2 separate regions of the Sus scrofa genome follow, and region 1 is linked to region 2. The links are chromatin contacts, called in public HiChIP or PLAC-seq maps. All regions are on one chromosome and are shown on one strand. The core of a region is the stretch at or near the end of the contact, and the rest is flanking DNA. Distances in the headings are between cores, read along the strand shown.

Region 1 (4,656 bases), core at 916-3,415, 140 kb before region 2:
GACTTGTGATGGCCCCCTTGCTTCTCCCAGAAGGTTGCCCCAGCACACAGGCCAGGGTCTCACTCCCACCCAGGGCCCAGATGGGTGGGAGAAGTATTTTAGGTTGTAGCCCATGCTAGGGCCCTTTTGGTCTCCGTACCACTATGAACACAACCAGCTTTACTCCCCCTGTGACATCTGCCTGGCTGTGACTTTCTCGGATGCTTCCTCTTCTTTTTGACTTAGCCTAGTATACCTCCTCCAGGCAGCCTTCCTGGATTCCTCCAAACAGGGTAATTGGCTGTCTCCTAATAACATTTTAGGTCTGGGAAGGTGCAACTTTTTTATAGCATAATTGCTATGGTTACTGAAGTTTATCCATTTCAACATCTGTCTTTCCTGGGGATAGGAACCGAATCTTTTTTTTTTTTTTTTTTTTGAAGTGTAGTTGAAGGAATTGAATCGTAATTATCAATGTATCCACGCAAGGCCTAGAATTGAGCTGTGTGTGTCTCAAAGCTTGCTGTTCCCCCAAGGTAATGCATAAACAGACTCATTGACATATACATGCACTTACTTGAAGGGGTTTAAGGAGACTCTTTAGGGACGGATGCAGAAAGACTTTAAGGTGTATTCTTCCAAAGATCCATGTAATATTTTAAAGGAAGATGTTAGGGATTTTTAGAGGATCAGAACATTCTGGAGCTGGGAGGATCCAATCCCTTCATCTTGCTATTAGAAATACGGGACTCAGAGGGGCTCTGTGATTGCAGAAATTACATAGTGCAGAGCTGCAGTGAGCACAGAGCTGGCTGTGCTTCTCCCTTCTTGCAATGGAGACAGGATTATGGGAAAGGTTGCGCTGTAATTCTTTCTATGAAGCATCACCAGTCAGGATTTTCAAGCCGTCTTGCATATCAAGAAGTCCTCCCCCTGCATTTCTTCCTGATCTCAGCCGTGACCCAGGGAACTACCAGTGATCCCACTTAGAGGACATTGGCTCAGGGAGGACCTGGCCCCTTACCTCATCAAGGTGAGTCATAAACACAAGAGTAGAATGTATAGGCCGTGGTTGACTAGAACTGGGCACGTTTGTGCCTGTTTTTCCTCATTTATCTTATATCTGTGCTTGAGACTCAAGGCCACAAACAGATACAATAAAACCCTCTTGTTGAAAGATTCGATTTTTGGGCAGACTTGGTATTTCTGTAATACAAATCATGTTTCCCCTGATATCCTAGCAGCAATCATCTTCCCGTCTACCCAGTCATCCATCCCTCCTTCCCTCCCTCCCTCTCTCCCCCATCCATCCAGGTATCCAAACACCTAGGGAGAACCTGTTTTGGTTCAGCAACTATGCTAAGCATAATTTTTACCTGCTGTCTCACTATAACCTCATAACCTCCTTGAAAGGAGATTCAGTCCCCATCAAAGTGAATAAAATAATTAGGACCTGAACTAAGAATGTGAATGCCTCCCACATTCTTGGTACAGAGGGAAAGGGGCCTACTTTTTGGTAAGCCCCAGATGTTTGCTGCCACTTTCACGAATCTTATCTCATTGAGCTCTCACAGCCACTGTGCAGAATTGATATTTTCATGCTCATTTTACAGATGGGAAAATTGAGGCTCAGAGGGCTTCAGTGATTTCTAAGGGTACGTGAGCTAGTTAGTGGCAGAATAATATTTGAACCCAGATTTGCCTTAGTAAAAATGGGTCCCTTCCCTTCTCTCCTCTCCCCATGTAACTGCACCCTTCCCTTCTCTCCTCTCCCCATGTAACTGCACCCTAGGCACCATCCTAGCTATGATGTGTGCTGGGGTAGGGGTTCCTTGAGAGGCATAGCAGTTAGTGAGAGCCCCATCTTGCTCTCTGAGGGCTCCTGTGCTCCCCATGTGGGCCAAAGCCACAGCAGCAATGATTTTCGAAGGCTGAGGCTCCTATGATGAGTTAGGGAAGGCACTCCTGCAGGTGGCAGGTGTACGTGAACAAAGAACTTCTGAACTTCTGAAGCCAGACTGTCATTGTTGCTGAAGCTAGAGGGTATATTAAGTGGTCACCTGGATCCTGACATTTCTGCCAGAGGAAGGAAAGGGGGGAGTGGGTAGTTAACAGTCGCTGAGTGGAGGGGACCTCACGTCATTACCTATAGATAGAGCTGACTCTTTCCTCTGCCTGGGTTGTTCCCCCCTGGCCCCAATATCCATATGACTCATGCCCTCATCTCTTTTAAGACCTTGCTCAGGGAGTTCTCTGGTGGCCTAGCGGTTAAGGATTTGGTGCTGTCACTGCTGTGGCTTGGATTGGATCCCTGGCCCAAGATCCCTTGAACTTCTGCATTCTCTGGTTCCGCAAAAGAAGAAAAAGAAAAAGAAAAAGAAGACTTTTCTTTTTCTTTCTTTTTTTTTTTGTTCCTGATATTTTATTTTATTTATTTTTATTTTTTTATTTTTTTTAATTTTCCCACTGTATAGCAAGGGGGTCGGGTTATCCTTACATGTATACATTACGATTACAGTTTTTCCCCCACCCTTTCTTCTGTTGCAACATGAGTATCTAGACATAGTTCTCAATGCTATTCAGCAGGATCTTCTTGTAAATCTATTCCAGGTTGTGTCTGATAAACCCAAGCTCCCAATCCCTCCCACTCCCTCCCCCTCCCAACAGGCAACCACAAGTCTCTTCTCCAAGTCCATGATTTTCTTTTCTGAGATGTTCATTTGTGCTGAATATTAGATTCCAGTTATAAGTGATATCATATGGTATTTGTCTTTGTCTTTCTGGCTCATTTCACTCAGTATGAGATTCTCTAGTTCCATCCATGTTGCTGCAAATGGCATTATGTCATTCTTTTTTATGGCTGAGTAGTATTCCATTGTGTATATATACCACATCTTCCGAATCCAATCATCTGTCGATGGACATTTGGATTGTTTCAAAGCCACAGTCATCAAAACAGTGTGGTATTGGTACCAAAACAGACAGACAGACCAATGGAACAGAATAGAGAATCTGGAAATAAACCTTGACACCTGTGGTCAATTAATCTTTGACAAAGGAGGCAAGAACATAAAATGGGAAAAAGAAAGTCTATTTAGCAAGCATTGCTGGGAAACCTGGACAGCTGCATGCAAAGCAATGAAACTAGAACACACCCTCACACCATGCACAAAAATAAACTCCAAAAGAAGACTTTTCTTAAGTAGTCCCTTCTCAGTGAGGCCTGGCCACTTCATTTAAAACAAGTTGAGTGGAGTTCCCTTGTGGCGCAGTGGTTAAGGAATCCGACTAGGAACCATGAGGTTGCAGGTTTGATCCCTGGCCTCACTCAGTGGGTCAAGGATCTGGTGTTGCCATGAGATGTGGTGTAGGTCACAGACCTGGCTTGGATCCCACGTTGCTGTGGCTCTGGCGTTGGCCAGCAGCTATAGCTCTGATTAGACCCCTAGCCTGGGAACCTCTATATGCTGCGGGTGCGGCCCTAAAAAGACAAAAAGACAAAGAAAAGAGAAAAAAAAAAAAAGGAAAAAACGAAAAACAGAAAACAAACAAGCTGAGAGACTGAAGTGCTCCCCCAAGGCCACACAGTGATGGGCTCGGTGGTTTCTGAAGGCCATGCCCTTTCCATCCTATCGCACTGACTTCCTCTGCAGACCTTCTTCATGACATAGAACGTGAAGCCCTACATTCTTCCATCTTTCAGATAAGGAAAACAAATATCAAGGAAAGAAATGATTATCCATGGTCACATAACAATAACTCCCTGGGCCAGGGACCGAACCTGCACCACAACAGTAGCCACTCCAGAACCTTAACCACTAGGCCACTGAGGAATTCCCACAGAGCCTTTTTTAACCTCTGTTTTATTTTATTTTTTCTTTTTATGGCTGGACCTGCAGCATAGGAAGCTCCCAGGCTAGGAGTCGATCAGAGTTTCAGCTGAGGTCTACACCACGGCCACAGCAATACCAGAGCCACCACATCTGCAACTTATACCTCAGCTTGTGGCAATGCTGGATCCTTAGGGATCGAACTTGCATCCTCACAGAGACAACATCGGATCCTTAACCCACTGAGCCACAATGGGAACTCCTTTTACCTTCATTATACAAAATTCTTTTCTCATCCATTTTTCCATTTGATTGCACGTTATTTTCCTTCATCACCATTCTCATACTATTTCTCATCCCACATAATATGTCTAGTATGTTCAATAAATGTCTTTGGCTTTGAATGTATTCTTGGAAAATTCATTTACAATGTACACAAAAGGCCTTCTTTTCCACTCTCCCCATCTCCCCCCATCTCCCCAGCCCCTTTTTCATGAAGTTCATGTGGTATATTCATAGGAATTTTCCCTTAGAATTGTGACACCGTTAAAGAGGGTTAAAAACAAGACAACAGGTCCAAAATGGAGTCACTTAGGCTAAACCCCAAGGCATCAAACCAAGACTTAACACTTAACTTAATTACAGTATTAGCCTCTCCCAGGAATGGACTCTTAAACCAGTAAATCTGAAATTACCTAATTTCTCAATACTAGTGAGGTAGGAGGGTCCCATTGTGGCTCAGCGGAAACCAATCCAACTAGTAATCATTCGGTTGCAGTTTGATCCCTGGCCTCACTCAGTGGATTAAGGATCCGGCGTTGCTGTGAGCTGTGGTGTAGGTCACAGT
Region 2 (5,144 bases), core at 297-2,796:
AAGACCAAGCTGGGCGTCTGCTCGGCGAAATAAACTTCCCTAGAGCTGAGGAAGTTCAGCCTCTCCCAGGTTGCACAGAGAGATGGTTATATAAGCACCTCGGAGAGAAGCAGTCTGGGTCCTTGGTGGTGGCATTCTTGACCAACCCATACTGTTAACTGCTTGTGCTCAGAGATTCTGCATAGCCATTTCCAGAGATGATGTAGCACAAAGGGGCCAGACTCCTTCCAATGCCAGATCACCCAGAAAGGCTGGTATCTACATTCCTTCAGAACTGACTGAGAAAGGGCTTCATGACTCAGTTTTAGGGAAGAGGTTTTTGGAGAGGAGCTGAAGTCAGTGCTCATTACTTAGCTGGCTCTTGGCCTGTTTCCTTTGGACGGGGGATACATAATCTGAGGTGGACCTTCTTGGTCTGGGTTCACCATAGTTGCCCAGATGCCTTGCTTCATAATTGATCTTAGAAAGCTCTGGGGTGGGTCTTTACTTCCAGGCCCCAAGCCCTCCCCATACTGGCAGTTTAGCTGTGGGTTTCTTACCTGGACATAGGCCATCCTATTTGTGCTGTGCATCAGGCTTGTGTGGATGCAAAGCGGTACCCGCATCATGCGCACAGGTACACACACACACACACACTTTTCCTCTCCCTGCCCTTTGGGAGAAGCTCTTTATTCCTAGAATATGACTTGGACTCCTTTTTCAAGGGCCTTTTCCCTCCTTCTCTGATTGCACAGCTTAGATCTTTGCAAAAGGAACTTGAAATTGGTTAGGAGGGGAGGAAGCTCTGAGCAGTGCCACCTTTGCTCTTTTCTGGTTGTTTAGAGGGCAGACAGAAAATGAGAACTCCCTGGCTCCTCTTTGCCAAAATGAACTGTCCAGGGAACAGTGCTGTTCTTTGACCCTGTGTTTTCTTCCTCCCCAGCCCAGAGATCTGGAGAGGAAGAGAAGTGGGCAGGACCAAGAGCTCTTGGAGGCTGAGCTCCACAGGATACTGTGGGTCTTTTTGTCAAGGGGGAAGGCCTCTTTACCAGAAAGAGGACCCATGAAATAAGCCACATGGTGAAATCCTTTCCTCGCTGGCCACTGTGAGTTCTGTAAGATGGGTCTACACATTTCATGGTTAGGACTGATCATCTCTACTAGCGGGTGTGGAGTGTCAGGTGAGTCCTGGGTTTTAGAGGAGGCTTTACTTTCGAATGTAAAACTGACTGTGCCTTAGCATCACCCTGTCTGGTGCCCCTGGGGCAGCTGGTGGTGTCCAGGAGAATGGATGCCTGCTCCAGACTTAAATGCCTCTTTGGGCTTTTATTTGGTTTGGGGGGTTCCTGTCTTCTGCTCTGCAAGTTGCGGGGGGCTAAGCTAGTGTCCCAGGAGACTTGTGCCACAGCTTGTTCGCAGTTCACACAACCTTGTTCACATTAAAGCTCCAAGCAGAATCTCACTGGCAAGCTCCACCTGTAGCATATGGAGCTCCTAGATGTTCAGTACCTTGCATGGGTGTCAGTGTCACTGAACCATGGGGGAGAGGAGTAGAGGGGCGGAGCCTTGTTCTCCCTCTTGCTGGGAGAGTGACGGTCCAAGCTGCGGGTGGTGAGCTCCGGACCGTCTCTCCTCGATCCTGCAGAAGGGGCCAGTTAGGACCCCTCTTGCGCAGGCTTCTGTTTGTTGCCACTAAACTGGTTTCCTTTTTCATCCCAAAGTTAGAACTCCCCAGGTATACTGTAGAAGCCAAATCTGAATTCTGACGTTTTAAAACATCTTAAACCATGAGAGAAGATCTAGTTCTGTCCCACCTCCAATCAGCAGGCCCTCTGTCCCTTCCTCTCCTCTGAGTCAACAGCCCTCCTTGGCTAGTTCCCAATGCACTGATGGAAGCCATCCCGTTATGGACGACTTCCACTCAAAACACAACGCTCTGGACTTCAAATGCCTCACTTAGCAGGAAAAGGCATTGATTGGATATATTTATGTGACTGCGGGCATTTGTGGCTGTAGAGTCCTTGACCATGTTATATGTAATGGGAACTATCTTATAAACTTGAAAAAATAAAGTTTTTATTTTCTATATGGTTTGCTCCTGTGTCTTTTCTGAGTAGGATCAGCCCAGCTGAATAGGCTCCTAAGTAGGATATTTACAAGAAATCTGAAGAGCTCATTAGAAAGTTGGCACCCTACCAATAACTGAGTCATTAATTTCACACACACGCATACAAAAACCCCATTTGGTATAAATAAATGTACACGAGAAGATTATTTTTAAATAATTTGCAAGAAAAAGTTTATTTCTTAATTGTTTCTAAAATATATTGCTTTTCAAAGTTTAGGACTGGAATGCCAAGAGATTTGTTGTCAAATGTGCTGAAATTTAATAACTAAAGAAATCAATACCTTGTTGTGCTGAGCTTAAAATGCAAAAGCAATAAAACTGACACTTGGTATCAAACTTTGATTTGGCTTGTTTTCATGTCACATCAACTACTTTTTCTATTTTCATTTCTTTAGATTTGAATCTTACTGTTCATTGGTCTTGCCAAGAATGAATTCTTTTACTTTTTATTCCAATGAAGGAGATTAGAATTGGGTTCTAGCTCCCAAGTACCATATGGATCAGACTCTTAAGATGTATTTTTTCCCAAATTAATTCCCCCCAGAAAAGAGGGGGTTGCCTTCTATTTTACATTTTGAGCCATACTGTGGTTGAAGCAAACTTAACTGCTGTATCCTTCCTTGGTCAGAAGTACAAGTATTAGAGACTGATTCCTTTTCAAGCCCAAGAGAAAACATCTCCATCGCCCCCTGCAATAAGTATAACATCTGCAGGTTTCTCAAGAATCTTTCCAGTGGCAGGTTAAAATGAGCAAATCAAGAGGTTTTGTATTCTTCAAAAACAAGTTTGTTAGGAGTTCCCATTGTGGCTCAGCAGGTTAGGAACACGACTAGTATCCATGAGGATGTTGGTTGGTCCCTGGCCTTGCTCAGTGGGTTAAGGATCCCATGTTGCCACATGTAGTTCACAGACAAGGCTCAGATTCTGAGTTGCTGTGGCTGTGGTGTAGGCCTGCAGCTGCAGCTCTGATTCAACCCCTAGCCCAGGAACTTCCGTATGCTACAGGTGCGGCCATAAAAAAAATCTTGACAGAAATCTTCAATGGAAATTTCAATTGAAAGTAACATCAACTGTCATCTTTTTTAAATTGATTCTGTAAGATTTACAAATGAGGCAACCCCTAAATTCCACAGCTTTTTAAGAAATTATATACCTATTACCCTCACTTGACCCTTTCGTCTAGAAGAGTATAGATCAGAGGTTAGCCAAAAAATGAAACATCTTTTTGGATTTTCTCAGGGGAAATAGTCTAAAACACTGCCTCTTCTGTTTAGGCATATACGGCATCTCCTCCGGGCGCAGTCTTCTCCGTATGTGACAAGAAGAAGTATAGAAAAGTAAATGTAGCGAGTATTTGCTTTAGTGAACTGAGAACCTAAGGACCAGGCTAGGCTGGACACTAAGCCCAGGGATTTATAAAAGCCACGCCTGCCCTCTGAGCTCTCAACCCTATTTGATATCCCCTATGAGCTGAGAAAAATGATTGCACTTTTGTGTGTGTGTGAATGTGCTTGTTTAAGTGTATTCAATTAAAAATACCTTTTTCTGAGGTCATACATCCTTTCTTTCACAAGATGATAATGATAGATGGTGGTAGTTTTCGCTGCCCTTACTATAATTCAGTTGGCAACTATGTTATGTTGGCTGTTTTACTGGGTCATGAACTTCAGAAGTCTGGAAATCACTGGACTGAATGGTCTTGGAGACACTCTCTGCCTCTACCCTTCTGCGTACATAAAAAGCACCAGCAGCATCTTCCCGGGGCCTCTCCCTCCTCCCAACCCTCACCTCTGTGTCAGCCTTGTCTCCAGGCCAATATAGCTGTGACAAGCCCCGCCTTCATCCTGTCACTGCGGACTTGGTATCTGGGATGAAGTGTATCTGCATCAATGTCTACCCTCGCCTCCTTTAAGGGCTTACCAGTTTCTCAGGGAGGCCTTCCCAACCATTTGATATAAAATTGTAACTCCCACCCACAGCACACACTATCCCTGTCCCCCTCCCTATCTTATTTTCCTTTTAGCACTTAACACAATCTGATACAGTCTTTTACTTATCCTGTTTAGTCGGTCTCCACTAGATGAATGAATGAGTAACAGACTCTCCCAGGTCCCATCCCAGGGGTGACAGACCTTTCCTTCTATCTCCAGCGCCCTTTTCCTGCTCCAAACCGCAGACCTCCCAGAGCAGTGAAAGGTTCTGCCTCCCCCACATCACTGCCCATAGCCACATCCCCCATCATCCTTGCCACCCTCCCAGCCAGCTCCCAGCAAAAAGACCTTTCATCACCTTCGCTCTTGTATTCACTTCTTGGTACCAAAGGTGTTTGTAGCTACCCCAGCCAGGCCCAGCAGCAGAGCTGGTTCAGAGCACACACTAGAGTCAGCCCAGATCTGAGCAATCAACCCCACACTGGCTCACCAGCTCCTGACACAAAAAACAAGGTTGAGAAGTGTTGCTTAAGCCAGCCCTCTTCTCTGGTCCCAACTTGGAGAGGTAGACTTTGTGCCCCTGACCCCTTCTTTCCAGGTAGCCTTGAACTTAAGAGTAGAGCTTTAGTTTAATGACACAACCAGGAGGATTTCATGAGGTTTTAATAATCTAATAATACTGTTCAACAAAAACAACATACACGTGTCTCTCATTACGGAGACAGGTAACACACACCTCTTCCTTCCCCATAGACTCTGAGGTAGAAAAATACACCGCCGAAAGTATAAAAAAAATACTCAACGGGCTGAGTTATGGCCCAGAGCACAAGTTCACAAGGCACCTCATTGAAAGGTCGTCCCTTGAGAACAGGGACAGAGGCCGGGCCAGCTGCACTAAGGCCTTGGAGGGGGGCTAGCAGGGCCAGCCAGTTGGGCATCCCTGGCTGCCAGCATGAGCACCTGCTCTGGAGCAGCTGGAGAGAGTGAGGGAGGAAGCTGGAGTGGCAGCTGATCTGCCAACGCGAGAATAATGCTCCTGGCACAGAAAATGCCCCTCAGTAAACATTTGCTGAATGAAGTGAGTGACCAGGGTTGGGCAGGAGAGG

What was found. HiChIP or PLAC-seq counts read pairs in DNA pulled down with a chosen protein or histone mark.
Region 1: a contact with region 2 is called in an H3K27ac HiChIP or PLAC-seq map of alveolar macrophages. The contact joins two enhancer-like sites. A contact is called at or near these places in 1 of 47 Hi-C or Micro-C datasets (alveolar macrophages) and 1 of 2 datasets of contacts at active chromatin or transcription factors (alveolar macrophages).

The regions. Positions count from the first base shown.
Region 1 is chr6:85,230,465-85,235,120 of Sscrofa11.1, reverse strand. No RefSeq gene overlaps it. Among named protein-coding and RNA genes, the nearest start is that of PTAFR, 40 kb to the left of the region's middle. Within about 2 kb of position 2,165, at least 3 of the 83 cell types and tissues checked have an H3K27ac peak or open chromatin away from gene starts, as enhancers often do. A contact at or near this core is called in alveolar macrophages, where this site is marked.
Region 2 is chr6:85,092,708-85,097,851 of Sscrofa11.1, reverse strand. It overlaps EYA3 (eyes absent homolog 3), which reads left to right. Exons shown (of 18, transcript XM_021095661.1): 18 at 1-2,443. It overlaps XKR8 (XK-related protein 8), which reads right to left. Exons shown (of 3, transcript XM_003127736.4): 3 at 4,685-5,144. Among named protein-coding and RNA genes, the nearest start is that of XKR8, 11 kb to the right of the region's middle. Within about 2 kb of position 1,546, at least 13 of the 83 cell types and tissues checked have an H3K27ac peak or open chromatin away from gene starts, as enhancers often do. A contact at or near this core is called in alveolar macrophages, where this site is marked.